Regions from separate parts of the Sus scrofa genome. Here regions 2, 3, 4, 5, 6 and 7 are each linked to region 1. The links are chromatin contacts, called in public HiChIP or PLAC-seq maps. All regions are on one chromosome and are shown on one strand. The core of a region is the stretch at or near the end of the contact, and the rest is flanking DNA. Distances in the headings are between cores, read along the strand shown.

The links. HiChIP or PLAC-seq counts read pairs in DNA pulled down with a chosen protein or histone mark.
Region 2: a contact with region 1 is called in an H3K27ac HiChIP or PLAC-seq map of skeletal muscle. The contact joins two enhancer-like sites. A contact is called at or near these places in 3 of 5 promoter capture datasets (fetal liver, fetal skeletal muscle and liver), 1 of 47 Hi-C or Micro-C datasets (skeletal muscle) and 1 of 2 datasets of contacts at active chromatin or transcription factors (skeletal muscle).
Region 3: a contact with region 1 is called in an H3K27ac HiChIP or PLAC-seq map of alveolar macrophages. The contact joins two enhancer-like sites. A contact is called at or near these places in 2 of 5 promoter capture datasets (fetal skeletal muscle and liver) and 2 of 2 datasets of contacts at active chromatin or transcription factors (alveolar macrophages and skeletal muscle).
Region 4: a contact with region 1 is called in an H3K27ac HiChIP or PLAC-seq map of skeletal muscle. The contact joins two enhancer-like sites. A contact is called at or near these places in 3 of 5 promoter capture datasets (fetal liver, fetal skeletal muscle and liver), 2 of 47 Hi-C or Micro-C datasets (embryonic fibroblasts and retroperitoneal adipose tissue) and 2 of 2 datasets of contacts at active chromatin or transcription factors (alveolar macrophages and skeletal muscle).
Region 5: an H3K27ac HiChIP or PLAC-seq map of skeletal muscle shows a contact between it and region 1. The contact joins two enhancer-like sites. A contact is called at or near these places in 4 of 5 promoter capture datasets (fetal liver, fetal skeletal muscle and liver), 2 of 47 Hi-C or Micro-C datasets (fetal heart ventricle and fetal skeletal muscle) and 2 of 2 datasets of contacts at active chromatin or transcription factors (alveolar macrophages and skeletal muscle).
Region 6: a contact with region 1 is called in an H3K27ac HiChIP or PLAC-seq map of alveolar macrophages. The contact joins two enhancer-like sites.
Region 7: a contact with region 1 is called in an H3K27ac HiChIP or PLAC-seq map of alveolar macrophages. The contact joins two enhancer-like sites. A contact is called at or near these places in 2 of 5 promoter capture datasets (fetal liver and fetal skeletal muscle), 1 of 47 Hi-C or Micro-C datasets (embryonic fibroblasts) and 2 of 2 datasets of contacts at active chromatin or transcription factors (alveolar macrophages and skeletal muscle).

Annotation. Positions count from the first base shown.
Region 1 is chr13:125,418,071-125,421,075 of Sscrofa11.1, forward strand. It overlaps LOC106508008 (a long non-coding RNA gene), which reads left to right. Exons shown (of 5, transcript XR_002337803.1): 3 at 1-38. Among named protein-coding and RNA genes, the nearest start is that of BCL6, 30 kb to the left of the region's middle. Within about 2 kb of position 1,616, at least 2 of the 83 cell types and tissues checked have an H3K27ac peak or open chromatin away from gene starts, as enhancers often do. A contact at or near this core is called in alveolar macrophages and skeletal muscle, where this site is marked.
Region 2 is chr13:126,143,197-126,145,981 of Sscrofa11.1, forward strand. The region is part of intron 5 of LPP (lipoma-preferred partner); the gene reads left to right. Among named protein-coding and RNA genes, the nearest start is that of MIR28, 140 kb to the right of the region's middle. Within about 2 kb of position 1,450, at least 5 of the 83 cell types and tissues checked have an H3K27ac peak or open chromatin away from gene starts, as enhancers often do. A contact at or near this core is called in skeletal muscle, where this site is marked.
Region 3 is chr13:126,162,329-126,165,119 of Sscrofa11.1, forward strand. All of the region lies in intron 5 of LPP (lipoma-preferred partner), which reads left to right. Among named protein-coding and RNA genes, the nearest start is that of MIR28, 120 kb to the right of the region's middle. Within about 2 kb of position 1,318, at least 3 of the 83 cell types and tissues checked have an H3K27ac peak or open chromatin away from gene starts, as enhancers often do. A contact at or near this core is called in alveolar macrophages, where this site is marked.
Region 4 is chr13:126,097,059-126,099,797 of Sscrofa11.1, forward strand. All of the region lies in intron 4 of LPP (lipoma-preferred partner), which reads left to right. Among named protein-coding and RNA genes, the nearest start is that of MIR28, 180 kb to the right of the region's middle. Within about 2 kb of position 1,308, at least 18 of the 83 cell types and tissues checked have an H3K27ac peak or open chromatin away from gene starts, as enhancers often do. A contact at or near this core is called in alveolar macrophages and skeletal muscle, where this site is marked.
Region 5 is chr13:126,367,704-126,370,685 of Sscrofa11.1, forward strand. The region is part of intron 8 of LPP (lipoma-preferred partner); the gene reads left to right. Among named protein-coding and RNA genes, the nearest start is that of MIR28, 87 kb to the left of the region's middle. Within about 2 kb of position 1,503, at least 7 of the 83 cell types and tissues checked have an H3K27ac peak or open chromatin away from gene starts, as enhancers often do. A contact at or near this core is called in alveolar macrophages and skeletal muscle, where this site is marked.
Region 6 is chr13:126,275,387-126,278,244 of Sscrofa11.1, forward strand. All of the region lies in intron 6 of LPP (lipoma-preferred partner), which reads left to right. Among named protein-coding and RNA genes, the nearest start is that of MIR28, 5.4 kb to the right of the region's middle. Within about 2 kb of position 1,390, at least 9 of the 83 cell types and tissues checked have an H3K27ac peak or open chromatin away from gene starts, as enhancers often do. A contact at or near this core is called in alveolar macrophages, where this site is marked.
Region 7 is chr13:126,255,980-126,259,025 of Sscrofa11.1, forward strand. All of the region lies in intron 6 of LPP (lipoma-preferred partner), which reads left to right. Among named protein-coding and RNA genes, the nearest start is that of MIR28, 25 kb to the right of the region's middle. Within about 2 kb of position 1,427, at least 6 of the 83 cell types and tissues checked have an H3K27ac peak or open chromatin away from gene starts, as enhancers often do. A contact at or near this core is called in alveolar macrophages, where this site is marked.

The DNA.
Region 1 (3,005 bases), core at 366-2,865:
GAGCTAACAAACAGAAGTGGGAATTTGAACCCAGCCAGGTAAGGCTTTGCTCTCAGCCATTATGTTCTCCTGCCTTATAAATGAAAGTTAGGCCTTCAATAGCCAGGTTAGGAAGAGAGGGTGTGGGGAAGGAGGGCGTTTCAGGCAGAGAGAAGAGCTGAAACAAGGGCACAGAAGTTAGGTATACATCTCATAATGTTTTATTTTGCCTAGAGAGCTTTCTAGTTTGCAAAGAACTTTCTCAACAGTTCTCTAACATGCTTCTCCTTGTGACCCTGAGAAATATGCTGTGATTATTATTCCAATTAGAAAGATGAGGAGACTGGGACCCGGGATGGAAAGGCACCAGCTGGGCTAGTGAGCTGCAGCATGAAGTTCAAGATGCAGTCGTTTAACTTCAGAGTGGTGCCTTTTCCCATGCTGTGGTGTTAATAAATACATTCATTGCTCCCTGTTCTGAGCAAGACCCTGAGCAAGCCCTTCCGCATATGCCCTAATGCCATCCTTGCAATGGCCCTGAGAGGTAAGTGTTGTTGCATTTCAAAAGCAGAAACGTTTTAATTCTGCCCCTACTTTTCTTTTTTCTTCTTTCTTTTTTACATAATGATTTTTTTTATTATAGCTGGTTTACAGTGCTTTGTCAGTTTTCTACTGTACAGCATGAGTGACCCAGTTACACATACATGTATAGATTCTTTTTTCTCACATTATCATGCTCCATCATAAATGACTAGATACAGTTCCCAGTGCTACACAGCAGGGTCTCACTGCTTGTCCATTCCAAAGGCAATAGTCTGCATCTATTAATCCTAAACTCCTAATCCATCCCACTCCCTCCCCCTCCCCCTTGGCAACCAGGAGTCTATTCTCCAAGTCCATGATTTTCTTTTCTGTGGAAAGGTTCATTTGTGCCATATATTAGATTCCAGATAAAAGTGATGTCATATGGTATTTGTCTTTCTCTTTCTGATTTGCTTCACTTAGTATGAGAGTCTCTAGTTCCATCCATGAAATCTTTCCAAATCTTTTCTTTTTTTCCCAAATATTTTATTGTGAAAATGTAAAAATATAAAGAATATTTAAACAAAATTCATATCTACCATTAGATTCTACTACTAATATTAGTTTTCTTTTTGAGGATACTGATGATTCCCTATGAGGCATGCTGGTTTAGGGGTTCATGCTTTACCCACTCTTTTGGCCCTTGGGAACCCCTGAGCCTGGAGTGTTACCTGCACATGAGCATATGCAGCTTTTCTAAAAATGGAAAATCCAAATTCATCTCTTTGCAAAAATCTTCCAGTTCCTCCTGCATTTGGCCAACCTCTCCTGTGTGGTGAAAGTCACCATTTAAATATGAAACCCAGCTCAGTTTCCAAAAATTTAATTGCATTATTAAGAATTAGTTGAAACTGGGCTTTGTCAATCTCTGAGGGGCAAGGCTGGGACTGAAGCTGACCAAACCATCAAGGCTGGCCAGAAATTCATTGCAATTGCTGAAATACTTAATGTAATCTGGGGCTGTGTTGGTTGGCGACACCACCTCCAGTACAGTGAGTACCCGCTGGGTAGGGCATAGTTCTAGGCTCTCTGGGGGAAATACAAATTAGTGGCTAGAGAGAAAGACTGGCTTTACCACGGATCCAGTGACAAGTATGTCAAAGGCCAAAGAAAGATGATCAGGCAAGAGCTGGTAAAAATTCATAGCCAGCCCCACAGCCGCAGGCAGCAAGAGCTGGATTCCCAACATCAGCTTTCTTTGCACTTGTTCAGTCCAGGAGTCAGGTAGGAAAGATCCTGTGTTCAGCCCTGTTGCCTTCCAGATTTGATTAAGGCTCTTAGGAGAGTCATGACCTCAGCCTGGAATGGCAACACAGGAAAAAGACAACAAAAAAGAAAGAGAAGATGACTAAAGCATTTAGTGCAAGAGGAGGGGCGATGGATGGAGTGAAAACTGGGAAGTTTCCACTTGATTTTCAAGGCCACGGGTATAATGAAAGGCCTCATTTTCTTGTGCTATTGTTAAGCCTTTCAAAAGAGTCTCCTCTGCAAGCCTGCCCCCAAACCATAGGTCTAGGATGATTTCTCTCCATGCCTTTTGGCTTGGTTTGCTGATTTATAAAGGGGGAAAGCAACTGCTACCTTACAGGTATTCTTTTGAGGATTAAATGTGGTAAAGCTCAGTAAATGGCTCATTAACATAAATGTATAGAAAATAGACTGTTTGATATCCTATCCAGCTAGCCCAGCCATCTGGTAAAAAGTAGGACCAGACAGTTAGACTCATGTAACAGAAATTTGGAAATCATCTGATCCAACACCTGAATGTGGTAGATGAGAAGGGAGAAAGCAGCAAGTGCTTCCGACCAAGGGTGCAGAGAAAGACAGAGGCTGAGGAGGGCTTTGTGGGTGTGGGGAGGAATGAGAGACAGAGCTTTGCTGAACCCCTTGTGATATAATCTAAACTCATAATGAAGAGAGACATAGGCAGAGTCTGCATTTCAGAAGTCGAGGCTCAGAGTTTCCAAATGGAAGTAGTCTCCCTCAGATCCAAGAGCTAAAAAGCAGATGAGGGAGATTTAAACCCTGGCTGAGTTCAGAGCCCATGCTCTTGACCTTACACCATCTCACCAGGTTTTCTGCTTCCTTGCAAAGACCCATTTTTCAAGGTTTCCGTAGCACCTTCAGAAAAGAGGGGTGGCTTGGGAAGGGGGTTGTTTTTATGTTTTTTAAAGTCTGTGAATCCCTGTGGAACCCTTCTTTACACAGCTCAGTTTTACAATCTAAGATGTCTAAGTCCACAGGCTGCCCCAGGCCTCTTTCATCCCTAACATTCTCGGTGTTTCACACCAAAAAGAAAATGGTCCTCCTTTGCCTCCAAATCCAAGTAGTCCTTACCTACAAAAATGGCTTCTTTAAAATCATCTGCCTATGTTATTTATGGTTATCTGAGGCCCGTGCAAAGAGACTCACCTTCCATTTCCTTCCCCCAGGACCTAGTAGGT
Region 2 (2,785 bases), core at 200-2,699, 720 kb after region 1:
GGAGCTAGTAAATAGAAGGAGCCTAGTAAATTGAAAGATTCTCCTGATGGAACAAGGAAATTGAGATTTATTGTTCAGTCAGTTCCAATTACCTGTTGTGTTGCAGAGGAAAGCAGCTAAACAGGATGTTGGCTTGTAACACCATCAAGGTGGAATCAACCTCAAAGGAGACCGTGTCAGAGCAGTGTTCAATGCCTGAACTTCTACCAAGTGAGTCACTTGTGAGAAGAGGCCTTGATGCAGATAGAATCAAGGTGCCACATTATATCTGATCACAGAAATGTTAATGCAGAAGAACAAACTGGCTTTGATCTTCATGGGATTGCAGGCTGAGGAATAAAGAGGGAGGTGTATTTCTAAAGGTCATCTCTACAACTTATGAGAAAATGCTTCTGTGTGGCTGCATATCAAGAATAGGAAGTGAGCATATTTGAAGGAAGACTGCAAGCTGTTTTCCATGTGTGAATTTCACATGTGTGTTTGTGTGTATGTGTCTTCACATATGCCTGTGGGTTTCTGGAAGTGTTTAGCATCCTGAATACTCATTTCTTCTGTGTTGTAGCTGATAACATCTAACGTCCAGTGTGGTGCATGGAGAGGAAAAAGCTTCTATCTCCTGCTTTAGATGTAAATTAGATAACTTTTTTTTTTTTCAAAAAAGGTGTGCCATTTCAAAATGACTTCTTTCCTGACTTGAAAGTAGAATTGGCAACAGTGAAATGATCTCTACACAAACTCAGAAAGGATATCTTTTGAACAAGTAGTAGTTGAATTTCATACCAAACTAGAAAATGTTAAGAAATTTGAGGTGGATTGTTGTTTATACGGGTAAACTAGGAGAGCCCACAGGGATGAAGCTGTTTGTCTGAGGTCATGCAGTAGGTCAGTGGCACTGCCAAGACTGGAACCATCATCACCTGACTCCTATTTCTTTCTAGTCCAGCACAGCTGCCTCCCAAGTTTAATAGTCTATGACTCACAGTCCAAATCTATGGTGACATATAATATGTTACTTTGATTCTAAATCAACAAGCCACTTTTAGAAGTGCTTACACTGTTACATCACTTTCTATGCTATTGGATTCTTCAAGTTGAGTCTTATTTCTAGAACTCCAACAAGAGTAACAAGAGGAGCCATTTATTCATTATCACGACAACTATGTATTAAACACTTGTTGGGTGACAAGTCTCCTCTAGAGAGTGAGGGTGCAGCTATGAATAAAACAGAATGTATTTCCTTAAATGGTTACTTTTCCTCTGGAGAGAGGCATCATAAGCAGATAAACAAGTAAACATTTACGTCTGATAGAAATAAGTGCTGTAGAGAAAAATAAAGCAGACAAAAGGAGAGGGAATGCTTTGGTTGGAGTGGATTAATTGTGGCTGCTTTATATAAGGCAGTTAGAGCAGGCTTTATGAGGAGGTGATATCTGAGCAGAAATCTCAGATAGGTGAGGGAGTGAGCCATGCAGATATTTGGAACAGGAGAAAGCGTGTTCCAGACAGAGGAAGTATGAAAGCACTGGGAGAGGAACCTGGCTGGCACCTGGCTTATTTGAGAAAGACTGAAGTAGCCAAGTAAAGCTGGAGTTGAGTGATCTACAGGGAACGAGAAAAGATAAGGGCAGGAGGTACCAAGAACCATTACCTCGTCATGTGATCAAACTTACATTAGCGATCCCTCTGGCAGCTTTATGGAGGATAGAATGTAGGCTAGAAATGATAGTTGGTGGGCAGGTATGGGGCACCTGCTAAGAAGTAGTGAGGTTCCAGATATATTTTGATGGTAATGTCAAGTTTTGGGGACAGATTAGATGTAGAATATGAGAGCAAAGGAAGATTCCAGGGGGATTGCTAGGTTTTTACTAGGTAATGAGAAGAATGGAGATTCAATTTGGTGAGGTGTCAGGAGGACAGCAAGACAGTTTTGTGGTTTATTCTTTTTTTTTTTTTATGAGAATTTGATCAGCAATTTGGTTTTAGGTATGTTAGATTAGAGCTGACCTTTAGCCTTCCAAATAGCAGTTGGGTAGACAGTTACATATTTGAGTCTGGGGTTCAAGGATGAAGTGTTGACTTAATATAGACTTGGTTAGAAATGAGTAGATCCAAATTTAAAATTTTGATACTGAGTGACATTATCTAAAATAGTGGATTATGCCCTTGGGCCAAGATTTTGATATCTCTTGGAGACACCTAGGAACCATTAGAGATGTCATGAACAGTGATAATGAGGTGGAAGGAGAATCAAGAGACAGAGCCTTCCAAAGATATAGGGAAAAAGCACTTCAGGAGTGAGTGAAGGATAAGTTAACTGCTCTGTGGATCAGCTGCCATGAAGATTAAAAATCAGACCACTTGGGAGTTCCCATGGTAGATCAGTGGTAATGAACTTAACTAGTATCCATGAGAACATGGGTTTGATCCCTGGCTTTCCTCAGTGGGTCGGGAATCCAGTTTTGTCATGAGCTGTGATGTAGGTTGGCTTAGATCCTGTGTCACTGTGTCTGTGGTGTAGGCCAGAAGCTGCAGTTCCGATTCGACCCCTAGCCTGGGAACTTTCATATGCCGTGGGTGTGGCCCTAAAAAGACCAAAAAAAAAAAATCGGACCACTGGATTTACATCTTTGATGGTTGTTGCATAAAAACAAACAGTTCTCACCACTCTTCTGAGCTCTTGGCTCACGCTTGTTTTTCCTTTTCCTTTGTCTAGGTGAAATCAACACTAAATAATCATTAAATACAAGACTAGAATTACATTGTCTGGAGTTCAGTCCTAGTCACA
Region 3 (2,791 bases), core at 68-2,567, 740 kb after region 1:
GTTATACCTACATATATATTTGTCTTTTTTTCAGATTCTTTTCCCTTATAGGTTATTACAAAATTTTGAGTAGAGTACCTCTGCTGTACAGTAGGTCCTAGTTGGTTATCTGTTTTCTAAATAGTAGTGTGTATATGTTAATCCCCAACTCCCAGTTTATCCTCCGCTTCCCCTCTCGTAAACATAAGCTTGTTTTCTGTGTCTATGGGTCTATTTAACAGACTCTTTTCTAAATGGTGTTAAATACTGACATTGGGTCAGTAAAGGATATTCTGGCAACACATCAGGGGGACAAAGAAAACCTGATCTGGGGAGACCTGGGGAGCCTTTTGAGAGGTTGTCATCTCTAAACAGAATCTGAGAAGCCTGTGAGAGTTTTCTAGTTGATAACCTGGGGACAGTAGAGAGGGGTGAGTTTTTTGGGAGGAGGAAAGAAAATGAGCCACTGCACAAAGGTGAGACATAGGTAATCCATAGAGTTCAGTAAGGTGAGAGCAGGGGGGACAGCATGGGAAGTACACTGGGCCTGAAGGTCAGAGCTGTCAATGTGTGCCTTCATAGAATTAATTGTGTGTCTTACTATGAGGTCACAAAGGAGGATGAGGTCAGCTAGAGGATGTGATGTTTGAGTTTAGTCACAAAGGCTGTCTAGGAGGGGTTTTTTTTGTTTGTTTTTATTGAGGCAGTCTATAGTTAGTCCAGGCAGAAGGAACTACAGTTGTAGAAATACATGTGTTTAAAAGAATGGTGTTTTCAGCTAGGTAAGGAATTCGAAGGACTTAGAAGATAAGGTAAGTGAAACAGAGAAAGAATATAGCCAAACTATTACATTGTGAGAGTTGAAGAGCAGCTTATAAATGGATTCAAGCTGTATAAATGAATGTATAAATGAATTTGTACATTGCACTCTTCAGCCTGTAGACATTTGGGGGTGGGGAGGTGAGGAGTTTGAATGAAGACTGGAACATTGAAGATTTTAGAAAAGAAATTAGAAGTATGTTTTCGAAGATCACTCTGGATATACCTGAATTGGAGGATCCGTGGTTTTTAAATGAAAGTTAGGAGTGTGACATCTCTGTTGTTTAGTGTAGCTTATCTAATTAACATTTTATATAAAATTCTACCTGTCAATTACCCTTTCCAACAATGATCAATCATTTCTAATATTAGGAAATTGTAATTAAATATATGGCAATGGTAACCGATGTTCACTGAAAATTTACTATGTCACTTTCATGTATTAATTCACTTGATCCTTGTAATAGCCCAATGCCTCAGCCTATCATTTCCCCACATTTTACAGATCATGAGGCCACGGTCCAGAGAGTCGAAACTGAAACTAGCGAGTGGCAGAGCTGGTATTTGAGCCATGGCAGTCTAGCTCCTAAGCCTGATTATATGAATTGACAACTGAATACATAATCGAAATTACTAACAGTGATTGTGTTAGTGAGAAGGGATTTTGGGGCAGTTTTTTGTTAGTTTTTTACAGTTCAGTGATTCAGTGATTTTGCAACAATTACCCAAGTCTAATTTTAGAACATTTCTTCCATCCCAAAAAGAAATCTCATGCCCATTTGTAGTCACTCTCTATTCTCACCTCAACCCGATGCAACCTTGAATCTGTTTCAGTGTTAAATCAGTCTTTAAATGAATATGACTTCAGTTTAGTGACAATTTGTTTTGAATGGAAGCAATTTGATAGGCTTAGCAATTTAGGAGTGTAACATAGTTTGAACCTCTAATTTCTAACATCTGTTCAAAGTAGTGTTCTCTGTTCATAATTTAGGGCAGCGAAGGGTAGAAGTGCCAGCCCTGAGTCAGTCATTGGTCATAAGCACATGACTAAGACTGCTCCAGGCCCCACACTTGAGTTCCCCATTTGTCTTTCGGAGATGCTGGAACATAAATAGACACATTATTGAACAACATTGGAGAATGGAATTCTTCTAGAAATTTTGATGTATTTGTATTAAACTTCTTCCTGTTATAAACTATTGAATTGTTTATAAAACATCTAGTATGTATAAAGCATTTGAACTGCTTGGCATTTTGAGGATAAAATCCACATCAATTTTAAATGAAATAAAACTCCCCATCCAGAATAGAATAGTAATTGCCAGACATAAAATAGCCCAGCTGTGGAGTGACTTAAAGGACAATTGGTCTAAGGCAGAAAGTACCAGCTAGGATGCTGCTATGCAAATAATTGTAAGGCCTGAATTACTCTACCTATTTGGTAGCACATATATCTAAAATGGCTTAAAATAAAAATTGCAAATGTACCAGATTTGATCAATCTTAGCATTGCTTTTTCTTATTCTCCTAGTCCCAAGTTAAAAATAATATCCGCCTGCCTCATTTTCCTGTGTGCTAGTTAGTAAGGATTAACTAGAGTTCTCAACAGGAAAGCAAGATATAGTAGACGACATTGTATAGTGAGTGAGAGCCTGCTAGAGATAATTACATAGTCACTCCCACTATATTACCCCTCAAAGAAACTGAGCCTAATATTCTCATCCTAAGCAATTTAACCAACTTCTAAAAAAAAAAAAAGTATAAGATATTATTTAGAGAATGAAATAGCTACTGTATGTAATCAGGAGGGAGAATTATAGCAAATTATAATACTCATTTGATAAGTATATAAAGAGCTACTCTCAAAGCTTTGTACTATACCTCCTAGGTAATTGTTGAGTTGTGCTAACTGTCCTTAATAAAGGAGAAGAGATAAAGAACTGCTAAAAAAAATCAATTGTTACAGTTGTTCTTTAGGTTTTCCCCTCTGGGC
Region 4 (2,739 bases), core at 58-2,557, 680 kb after region 1:
CTTCACCTCCCACTGTGCTCTTTCTGTCTTCTCTTTTGTGAGACCAATGTCCTCATTGTCAACTTCTCATGCCGAGTTAATTTCCCTTGTGTGTTTCTTGCTCCCTGAAGCATCCTCATCTCTCAGCTGATGAGAAATACTCCCCATTTTTTTAAAGCTTGATCCATACCCTCTAATACCACCAGCTCATCCTGATCTCTCCCTTCTTTGCTTCCAGACCCTATTGACAGGGTGGTTTGGTATAGTGCCAGGAAGCCCTACTCTATTACTTATCAGTTGTGTTCCATCTTCACATGAAAAATGGGAACAATAGCTTAGAAAGTCATTTTGAAGATTAATTAAGGTAAAGAATTTAGAGTATCCAGTAGTATCTGGTTCATAGTAAAGGCTACAATGTATTAGTTAATGTATAAATCAGTTAATTACGTTTCATTTTCCTGCCACTGAATATATGCCTTTTTTGGGACTGATTTAATTATGCTATGTAACTACAAACTATATATCATAAAGCCAGAATCAAAATATGCCATAGGGGAGACCTATAGAAATCACTTAACATCACGAATTGTAGAGCCTCACCTTTTAAAGGCTCATAATCCAGCTCATCTTTCCTGTGATGCAGAAATGGATACCTAGATTTCTTAAGTCAGCTGCCCCAGATGACACATTTGGTAGGAGAGCTGGCCTCAACCCCAGATGGAGGTTTCTGGACTTACAGGTTTGAATGTTTTCAATTATCCTCTTGTTTATTCCCCTTTTAGAAACTGTTTGAAGGCTGGATTACAGCTCACATTCCTCCATCACCCATAGTCTTTAACCTCATTAAGGGATATGTGGTTGATAGTTGTGGATTTTTGATTCATTCCTTGTTTTGGCCATAAGAATTCTCTGGAAACATCTATGGAGTATGGATTATACATGGGCTTATCACCCTTTTGATGCTTTTAATACTGTTGTAAACATACAAAGGGTCCAACATGTACACTGCTGTGCCTTGGTTCAGTGTGGTGGGGAAAGCAAATGGGAGAGGAAGTTATATACATCTTGAGGAAATCAAGCTTTTCTATTTTTAGCCCTTGCTACTGTTTGAAAAGTACAGTCCTGTTCATGGCAGTCTGGCATGTGTTTCCTTAGTACCATTTCAAACAGGGAAAAAATAAATATGGGAATTTTTTGTAGTGAAAATAGTTACTTAGTGAAATCACGTAAGTTCCTTCTTTTCCTCTTGATGAAACCTCAAACCCACTAGGCACAGATTCCTCAACCTCAACTATGCATGTCAAAGGCTCATGCAGAGGAGGAAACTGCAGTCAGCAAAACCAAGTACAGCACAATGTGCTCTGGTGCCTGAGAGAGAGGCCAGGGAAGGCTGGGGGAGGGGAGGGTGAATTCCTCCGTCAGTGGAGTCTTAGCCACCTACCAGATGGTGCCCCTGGAGAAAACTGAATCCTGAACTATATAGATAGAGACACCTAGTGTCACAGCCCTTTGCTTAAACTGTTGCTCCTGCCTGAGTCTCAGCTCTTCTTTCCCTGAGTGCCTAACAGCCACTCCCCCAATTCAAATATGTAAATTGCTTCTCTTTAGCTGTTTAGATGACATTTTGGGGATTTTTCTAATCTGAGACTGTGTTAGTTCTCATAAGAGAACAGTAAAGAATCTTATGAAAGACAGGATAAACACCTGGTCTCTATTTATTTTATTCTATTGTTCTTTTCTTTTTTTCTTTCTTTAGCACCGCATGTGCAGCATTTGGAAGTTCCCAGGCTAGGGGTCGAATCAGAGCTGCAGCTGCCAGCCTACACCACAACCACGCAGGATCTGAGCAGCATCTGCAACCTACACCACCACTCATGGCAACACCAGATCCTTAACCCACTGAGTGAGGTCAGGGATTGAACCTGTGTCCTCATGGATACTAGTTGGGGTTGTTACCACTGAGCCACAATGGGAACTCCCACCTGGTCTCTATTTAGATGGATTTTCTATAACAGAGCAGGCCTTGGTCAGAAGAGGCAATGGTAGGGTGGTTTGGAGTCTACTGTATGAATTGAGGCAGACCAGACCCTGCATTAGGGTGATGGCCATGACCATGGTGAAGGTTGGCTAGAGTCCAGAGTCATTGGGAAAGAGGAAGGAATGACAAATGGAGGAGTCTGAGATACTTTTCAGGATCGTGACTTTCTTCAGTAAAGAGATATTTGCTTCCTATCCTAGTGTTTACCAAATAGGAAGTTCCTCTGAAAAGTGAGAACTCTGAGCTAAGTGCAATGTGAACCTTACTAAAGGAAATGTTGATACCGTAGAGAAAAGATTACGCCTCATTAAGGAGAGGGACTATACAGTCTCCAGATATAAACAACTCTACTTATATAAAATTGTGATGGTAGGGTGAGAATAATACATTGCTGTAATGAATGCTAATTTGTGGATATTGCTGTATTGTTGTCAATGTTTTTTAATTGAATATGTATTAATCTCCAACAGGGTGCTATGAATAATGCCAACTTACAGTTGATTTATCAGAAGACTTTATAAACACTAGTAAAATGGAAAGTCACAGCACCCCTTCAGGGTGGTAAATGTGGTTGCCATTTGTACAGATGAGGACAAGTGAAGTGGATTGTGTTTGCTCTGTTGGCACCGTGGGTGAGAATGTGAAACTGTCAAATGAGAGAAAAGTCTTTTCCCTGTCCCTGGGAACTGGGTTAGAATACATTAGTAAAGAGCTCTCCTTAA
Region 5 (2,982 bases), core at 253-2,752, 950 kb after region 1:
TAGCCTTTTCCCCTATAGAGCCCCTAGCCCTTTGCTGATTTTCATTACTGCCCACCACATCCCTGCAGGCTATACGGCCCTCCCTGGAAAGGGTAGTAAGGCTCCCACCTGGAAGAAGATGGCCCAGAATAATAGAGACCTAGCCAGACATACCTTTTGCCACAGTCTGCTATCCCAAACTCTACTTTTTTCTCTTGTCATAGAGATAGAATGCTTTTTAAGAGCCAGGAGGAACCTTAGAAATTCAATAACGTCATTTTATAGCTGAGAAAACCTAAAGCCTGAGAAAGCTGACTGATTTGCCTGAGGTTATATGGTTTATTAATGTCAGAGGCAGGAATAGAAACCATGAGCCTTGATGATGCCTTCAAAGAACTGCTTTCTTTGGGACTGACATGAGAGGTTTAACCATATGTGACTACAGGGCCCAGAGTAACATCCCTAGAAAATACTGGATTGCATAAATTTTGGTTGGAGAGTTTAGACATAAGACAGAAGTTGCTTCAGCCCTAACCAGAATGGAGAGTCTCAGATTTCCAGGTTACATGCCTCTGAAACTTTATGCTAGAACTTTCCCACTGCCCTAGTTTGTTTATTTTTAAATCAAGCATGAACTCACCACTTGGTGTTTGCCAGAGTTTGGATGAATGTCAGCATCAGGCCGCTGTAATAATGGTTTAAGATTATTTAATCCTATTACTTATACACTTCATTAGGCTGAGTGAATTGTTGGCAGTGGTTCAGTAAACTTCCTACTTTAGAGATAGATAAAAGGTTGGAAAGAAAATGGGGAAGGAGTCTGTTCCTTGTTTTCTTTCATATTTATCCTATATCTCCTAAAGGATGAAGGAATGATAATTACTCAGTACAGTGCAAAATCTGTATTAGTAGGGTCTTTTTAACTGGACTGTACCCTCAGAACCGAAAAATGAATACATTTTCGATTAGAATTAAAGATTTGGGCAGAGGAGATAGAGGGAGGAAAGGAGAGAGAGAGAGAGAGAGTGTGTGTGTGTGTGTGTGTGTGTGAGAGAGAGAGAGAGAGAGAGAGATTATGCTTTCAAACTGATCTTAAAAATAAACCAGAAAATAAGTTGGAAGAGTCCTAAGTAAGATATTCAATCTTTCATTTAGGGGGCCTGAGATGAGGCAGCAAATATTTTTAGAGAAAGAATATGGAATTTAACTTCAGACACTAGTCTGCATTCACTTCATTTCTTTTAGCTTAAATTTCCTCACAAATAGAATGAAAATGGTATTTCTTACCCCAGTGGCTAAGTGAGGGTTCAGAGAGGCTGATGGGGCTGAATAAAACTCAAAGTGTGGAGGCTCTGAGCAGTAAATAACTGCATAGACTGAGGCTCAGGAACATATGTACAGAACCTGCAGAAGAGAAGTTTGTGTAGCTTGAATCCCCAAAGGACAGTTATTCTTCCATGTTTCAGTCTCCAGAATGTTATCTGCACACTGCTGGTTTGAGAGCTTGAAGAGTCTGAGGACCAGTCACCAGTCATGAGCCTCAGGGAGCTTGGTTTTCCCAAAATGTGCCAGAGGCCACCTGCTTTGGAATCACCCTGAAGTCCTCATTAAAAACAAAATTCTGGACTACTCCCCAGAATTCCTGCACAAGAAGCCAGGAAGTTAGCATTGTTTATAAGGCTCTTGGAGAAGGTTCCTTTGCACACCCAGATTTGAGATCTATGTGCCTAGACCTCCAGCCCAGCTCGTGTAAGAAGCAGTCCTGAAACACTTCACTTTTACCCCACACGCCTCTCCTCCACATTCCTTTTACAATACTGGGCCAAACTGGACACTTCTCCCAGACATTGCTATCTTAGCCTTCTCTCTCTGTGCCCAGCCTGCTGTCTGCCTTGTACCTTTCTCCATCTCCACCATTTGAAAATCTATCTCATCCAACCTTAAAAAAGCTTTCCTGGAACTTCCCTAAATAGATGGGGCCTTTTCTGAACATGCAAGGCTTTTATTTCTCCCTCTCTCATAGGTTTTAACCTTCTACAATTGGTGTTATAGCCATTTGAGATTTTTGGCATATTCCCTTATGAATTTGAAACCATTATTGGGGTGGGGGTTATCACATTTTATTCTTTTTTTCTTTCCCTTAGTTCTTGTCCCAACGGGTGTGCCTCTGGTTGCTTTGATATTTATTTGGGGCGGGTGGCTGGAGGGGAATTGGGTTTCCATTTAGATCCCAGTGTCTCCTAAGAGAGTCTTTGACTCTTTGTCCTTTGCTGTACCTTGGATTTGGGACTCTATGTGTGTATAAGAAGCAGAGAAGAGAACTTGGCTTGGGGAGCCTGTCAGCAGTCATTGCTGAAATGTAAATGTAAAAAATTGAAAAGAAGGATGTGAGAGTGAAGCCAGCTGTCTTGCTTCCAGCTGTAGAATTATCATAAGAGCTGTTGCACTCAAGGGCAAATGCACAGGCCCAACTTGTAGATGAAAATTGCTGGGGAGTTTGGGTGGAAATTCTCTGATATTCTGATGACTTTGAATGGGGACATGGTAATTCCTTCCCCTAGTCAGGCTTACTTAAAAAAAATAAAAAAAAAAAAAGAACTTACTTCCTGGATCTCTCTTTTGCTCACCTCCCTGCAGAATCAGAGGATGCCAGGCAAGGCTGGCATCATCTTTATTGCAAGGCAAGAAGGCAAGTGCTCTTTTTGAGTGTTTCATAGTAACAAGCATCTGATATACTGTCAGGTCTTAAAAATATTTTTTTTTAACTTGAAGATTATTTAATAATTCAGTGTCCTACATTTATGAGAAAATAGGATGCCATGAGAGGGGGAAAGACATGTTTAGGATGTCAGGAATGCGTAGATGCCCTGAGAACTCTGAGAAATCTAAATCACAGACATACAGGTGTGATGAGTTTTTGAATTATATCAATTATTTTGCATCATGAATGTCTTTCAAAAAAGTAACTTTTGTTTTACAAGCTCTTGAATAATACTAAAAGGT
Region 6 (2,858 bases), core at 140-2,639, 860 kb after region 1:
CAAGGTCCCATAGCTAGGTATTGACAAAACCAAGACTTGAACTCACATTTTCTATTTCCATATCTTTTTTCTTTCTGCCTTCTGGGAATTTTCTGTATTAGTAGCAAAGCAAGAAAAGTCACACAAAGAAAATTTGTTTCCACATTTAAATGCATGGTGAGTACACAAGAAATTACTGACTTTTCAATCCAATGATAACACAGATTGTGTGATTTTTAGAAAAAGAAGCATTTCTTTTCCATTCTCTTGCATTTATTAGCATAGTTTTCAGCGCATGCCCGTGTGCGCATGCATCTGCGCACATACACACACATACACACACACAGCTCTCGGCTTGTACTTTTCCAGTCTCCTGTTAATTCTTCCTTCTAGACCCTCCCTGCTCTGACCATCCCCATTTCCTGTCAGGGCTGTTGCTTGGTCAGGCCAAATTCAAGGGACATTCAGCAGAATTTGTCATGGTCCCTTTGGTCCCTTTGGCAAGTGCAGAGGGCTTAAAGGAAGCAGAACAGCAGGCATTTCAGGAGTGGGACTAGGCTGGCCTGTTATAAAAAGTTCATATTCCCCTTAATTGTAGCTCATATTGGCAAACAGAGAAAACATACATACAAATTGCTAAGTTATGCTGAGTGTCCAAGAATGTCAGTAATCCCCATGAAATCTCAATGAAATATCTTTTTTTTTTTTTTTTCACTGAAACAGGAGCCAGAGATCACATGCTGTCCATTCCACTGCCCAATCATTGTAGACAGGTTTGATACATACACATTGACCAGGAAAGGACACCCCTTAAGGCCCTAATGCATGGAAGAAACTGCACACATTTGGCAGCAAATTGAGGTGTAGCAACAATCACTTTCTATTCTCAGACACCGCTCTGTTTTTCTTTTATCTTAAAACAGTATGACTACAAAGGGGAATAAGGTATACAGTGATATAGGCTCCTACATTAAAGTACAAGAGAAAATAGGCATTTGCTTATATCTGAAGCCCATGCGGGGAGAGATGAGTCAGTAAAAAACTGTACAAAGGAGATCTTAAGTCACCAATTGTCACAGATGCTATGGCATGGCAGTGAGTAACCCATGAACTCCCTGAGGCCTTTTTTCTTTTCACTCAGACAGATCATAATAGGGTAAAAAGGATGTCTATACACATTCATGAAACTGATCCCCCATTTGACCGTGAGTCAGGCTATAGTCCATGGACTTGGGCTGTTCAGTGTAGTAGGACTCATTTCTTTCCCTTTTCCTTTCTCATAAATGACTCAGGCGACTCACTGGAGACCCATGTGAGCTTCTCTTCCTGGAATCATCATTTTGGAAGTGCATGTCCTCTAAACTTACTGGATTCACCCAATGAAACACGCCTCTGCTTTGATTTCACCTCCTGTGTGTGGTTTGCAGAGACGAGCTGTTGGGGTTTCCCACCCGTCCACGACTCAAAGTTTCTATTTCTACATTTTGACTGCCAGTTCTATATTTGGTCAAAATCCTGCTTTTTGCCTGGTTTCCTAGGGAAACAGCTTGTCAAACTGCTGTTTTTTTGTCCATCTGCCTTGCCCACTTGGGTTTTTGATTGTGCACTCTGATTATTTCCTAATCTGACAGGCACAAGGCCAAAAATGAGGGGAAACCCCTTGAAATTTCTTAAAAATAAGTTTATGTAAATGAATGGTCAGTTAGGAAATCACAGTTGTGTGTGTTGTGGTAGGGAGGGCGGTTTGTGTTTGTGTTTCTAGTTGTCTGTATGTTTATAGCCTATGATAATAAGAAAGCCAATGTAAGGGAACAGTGGGAGGGTCAAGAAACCTTATTCTATAGATGCAAAGGTACTATACGTAAAATATAGATGTGGACACAGTAACATTCCTGCAAGGACCATCCAGTCAGAAGTACCAGCTATGACACATTTAAAGAAACACTAGACTTTGTCAGAAAATCTGAGTTTTTGTGTCATTTAAACCTCATGCTGGATCTTTTCATTACCACAAGGACCACATTTTACTTCTGGAATTAGGACCCCTTGTGCCAAAGATTCTGTGCAACTGAGAGCATTAATATAAGGAAATGTGCCTTCCTTTTTCCAGCTTTTACACTTCAAACACATACATAGTGACCAATCAAACAGTGTAGAGTGACATACATAACCAATGTCACAGCACCAAGTTGATGATCTATCAATAAACAATCTAACTCCAGATAAATGCCTGTGTATTTTAGGCTTTTTAAAATATGAAATTGACCTGAAGCTCTGTTATACAGATATCATAGAAACACCAGGTTCTAGGAACAACACATTGAGAATCAGTATCCTAGATGATTTCAGAAATATTCTCCATGTCCTTTGGTTAAATTCTCTTTAGGACTTTTTTGGGGAGAGAAAGCTGGCAGAGAAGGAGAAGGAGGTATGCCTTCTTACATTATGGAACACCTATGTTTCACCTTGCCCAGGGAATTATGTCAGTGGGCCTAAAGCATGCCGAGTTTTTTCATGGTTCTGAAATAGTTGTGTTCCTGAAGTCATAGGTGAGCCAGGTCCTTCCCTGTCTGTGGCTCATGGATAGACTGGGGGAACAGGTGTCCAGGTCTTATTTCAGAACATCATCACATACCTATTGTGAGAAACAGAGCCCTCAACAAATAGAATCTGTTGTTTCATTTAGTTACTTTTCAAGATGCCATTACCAGAAATTTTATGTAAATACATATTTTATTCCCTGAGGCATGTTAATATGAGACCAAAATTATAAAACATTGAAAACAAAATTTCCTTTTTTACTAGTTTTCTCTGTGTGCTATTGGGAACATGCATGCTATAGGAGAACAAAGGTGTTCAAACCCAGCCAAAGCCTCTTT
Region 7 (3,046 bases), core at 177-2,676, 840 kb after region 1:
TGGAGTCAGGCCCTCAGGGGATTGGATGAACCACCTGCACTGGTGAGGGCAGCTCTTCTTTACTTGTCCAGTGATTCAAATGCTAATCTTTTCCAGAGACACCTTCATAGACAGACCCAGAAATAATATTTTACCAGCGATCTGGGCATCCCTTAGCCCAGTCAAGTTGACACATCGAATTAACCATCAGAATAGCTACGGAAATATTACCAGGGATGAAAATTACCGAAAACTGGGGAGTAAATTAGGGGGTAGTTTGATGTTTTTCAACTGATGCTATTCACATTTAGGGCAAGAGAGTTCCTCATTTGTTGGCAATGTTTTTGTGCATGGCAGCCCATTAACATTCTTGGTCTCTACCCACTAAATGCTGGTAACACCTTGCCACACACACACCCATTGTGACAACCAAAAACCACTCCTGGTGCATTAAGCACCCTCTGGAAGAATCTATCCTCTCACTCCTGGTTCTTTGGAGAATGTCTGGATTTATGGTGCTCTAAGACTGGTTGTGATTAAGGATCTTGTGCTGTTTTTCTTTCCTCTGCTTCCTCTCGAATTCAGATCTTGTTACCACATGCCCTGTTTGACCTATCGAACCATCTATTAATGGAATTGAATGTGTTGAATATTGTTACAAACAGTACATGCTCCTTTTCTGTGCCGAATGTTGTCAAGTTCTAGAAAATGTAAAACTTCCAATCTAAAGGGTTGGGTTTTAGGACAAAGGAAAGAAAGGTTCTGGTAAATCACTTTAGTTCATCATAGTTCCTACAATTCATGTTTGAGTAGTTACTGTTTTATTAGAAAATTGTAATTTCTCTAAATATAGCTAACATATTATTTTGTTCCTAAATAGAATTTTAAAAATACATGTCTTGAAACCAGCTTGTCTTTTTCTTTGTAACATGTATCAGTTTTTTTGAAGAAGTAGTGGGGACCTATGAATCTGGCATTTGGTGCGTAATTTTATCTTAACCTCTGCCTTTTTTAGAATGCTCTGACCAATCCTATAATTCTACAATTAATGTTTTACCAGAAATACAGTCATTTACATTTATCCCTCTAAGATTTTTATCATTCTTACTCATTTATGCAGTCATTTAACCTCAGAATGCCAACTTTGAGAGACACTGTTTACCAAGCCCTGGCCAATTCATTCATGAATAGATGAATAAGTGCTGTGCCCAAAAAAGCTTACAAATCAAGAATCGTAATGTCAGTAACTTAATATTTCTCTAGGATTTTATAACTTGCAAAGCAAAGTCACATATCCCTATTTGTACCCAAGGGACCTGAAAACACATTCTTATTTCACAGTTTACTCACTTATGACTTGATCTTGTTTGATCCAGTGACTCTCTGAAGCATTATATTATTAACTCATCCTTGCAAGTGTGGAACTTGATAAGTCAGAATGATTCACAGCCTTGTGTGTGGTCAAATAAATTGACCCATGCCTTTCAACTTAATGGTTCCTCAAGGCAGCCTGGATTAGGAGAAAGAATAGGAAACTAAATCATGGTGGGATCCTGCTTCAGGCACTCTCTCAATACATAAACTTAGGTGTAAGATGCTTAATTCTAAATACAATGTTTTCTGATTTGGGAAAGAAAGCAAACCTCACAGATCTCTTTAGGACAATGATTTTTCAGCAAGGAAGAGGGAAAGGGATATGCTTGAATGAGCCTTTCATGTATTTAATAGTCATTTGATAAATATTTTTGAGTGTCTCTCTTCTAGGCTCTGGGGATACGGTATTGAACACAATAATAAAAAATTCCTGCCTCCTGGGTGCTTCTATTCTGACTGTATTATATCAGGGGCCCCAGCTTTTCAAAGGAAATAGTATCCAACCTCTTGCTAAAATCCTAAAACCCCTCTCTCTTCCTACTCATCCCTGTTTGAGTAGTCTCACCTTAAAGGAATCCACTGTTTCTGGTCGCTGCATGTTCTAGCCCTCAGGTTTGCCCATACAGAAAAGGTATTGAAAAAAGTTATCAACTCGAGGCTTTTTTAAGGTCTTCTTAAGATCGATGTACGTTACTTGTGAATGAACATAATTTTTTTCTGATTACATAGGATTGTTTTAAAATCCATGAAATCTTTTGAAATTGAAGTGGAAGTTCACCAAGACTGTTCCCTCCATTTTATCGTAAAGTCAACTGGACTCAAACACAAGAAGGGAGGGTGTGAACCTTGAAAGTCTATGGGTGCTTTATTTGTTTTTGACACCTCCCACCCCAGCAACTTTGTACGCTAGTTATTGATAAGCATATCTTCCAGATATGCACACTGAGGCACAGAGAAGCCCATTCATAGAGGAGCTGAAATGAAAACTATAAGAGCTTCATCTCATCCAGTGCTTTTTTTTTTCTCTCCCAGAATGCATCTCATTTGTAACCTGTTAACAGAGACTGAGTTAGTCCACTGTGTTAACTGGAGAACTTTTCATAGCTGTTTTCTTCCCTTTGCTCTTAATGTCAATTTAAAACATGTACGAGAATCTGAAAAGAGAGTTTCTGAGAAATTTGTGCAGCTCCTGTTTCAAAGAAAAGATAGACTTCTCTCGATGAAGCCTTGACGGCAGCAAATTTAGACAAAAACTGAAAGCAAAACAGCCTACTCAAGGTTAGACAGTGACTCAAGTCATTCCGTGCACTTAAACAATATTTAGGATGACCCTATGTAAACTCACATTATCACTTAAAAGCCAGTATAAAAATACTACCCATCTGCTGTGCTAGTCCTGCTGTTGCTTGCCACATTTCTCTGACAAGCTGTTACCTCAGAATATAGAGAGTATACATTTTGAAATCCGGAGTTTGAGTTTGAAAAAAAAGAAAAAAAATGGTATCTGGTACATATGGACTAGATTCTGTTCTTCCAAATGTAGATTTGTAACCTCATTTATTCTTAAAGATGATGTGTTAAATTAGGGGCTTTTTTTTTTTTTCTATTTCCTCTTTTTTTGACTCTAAAATGGAAACTCTTGTAATTGTATGCCTGTGACATGAGCAGTGTACAATGGGAAGTCATTTAGTTT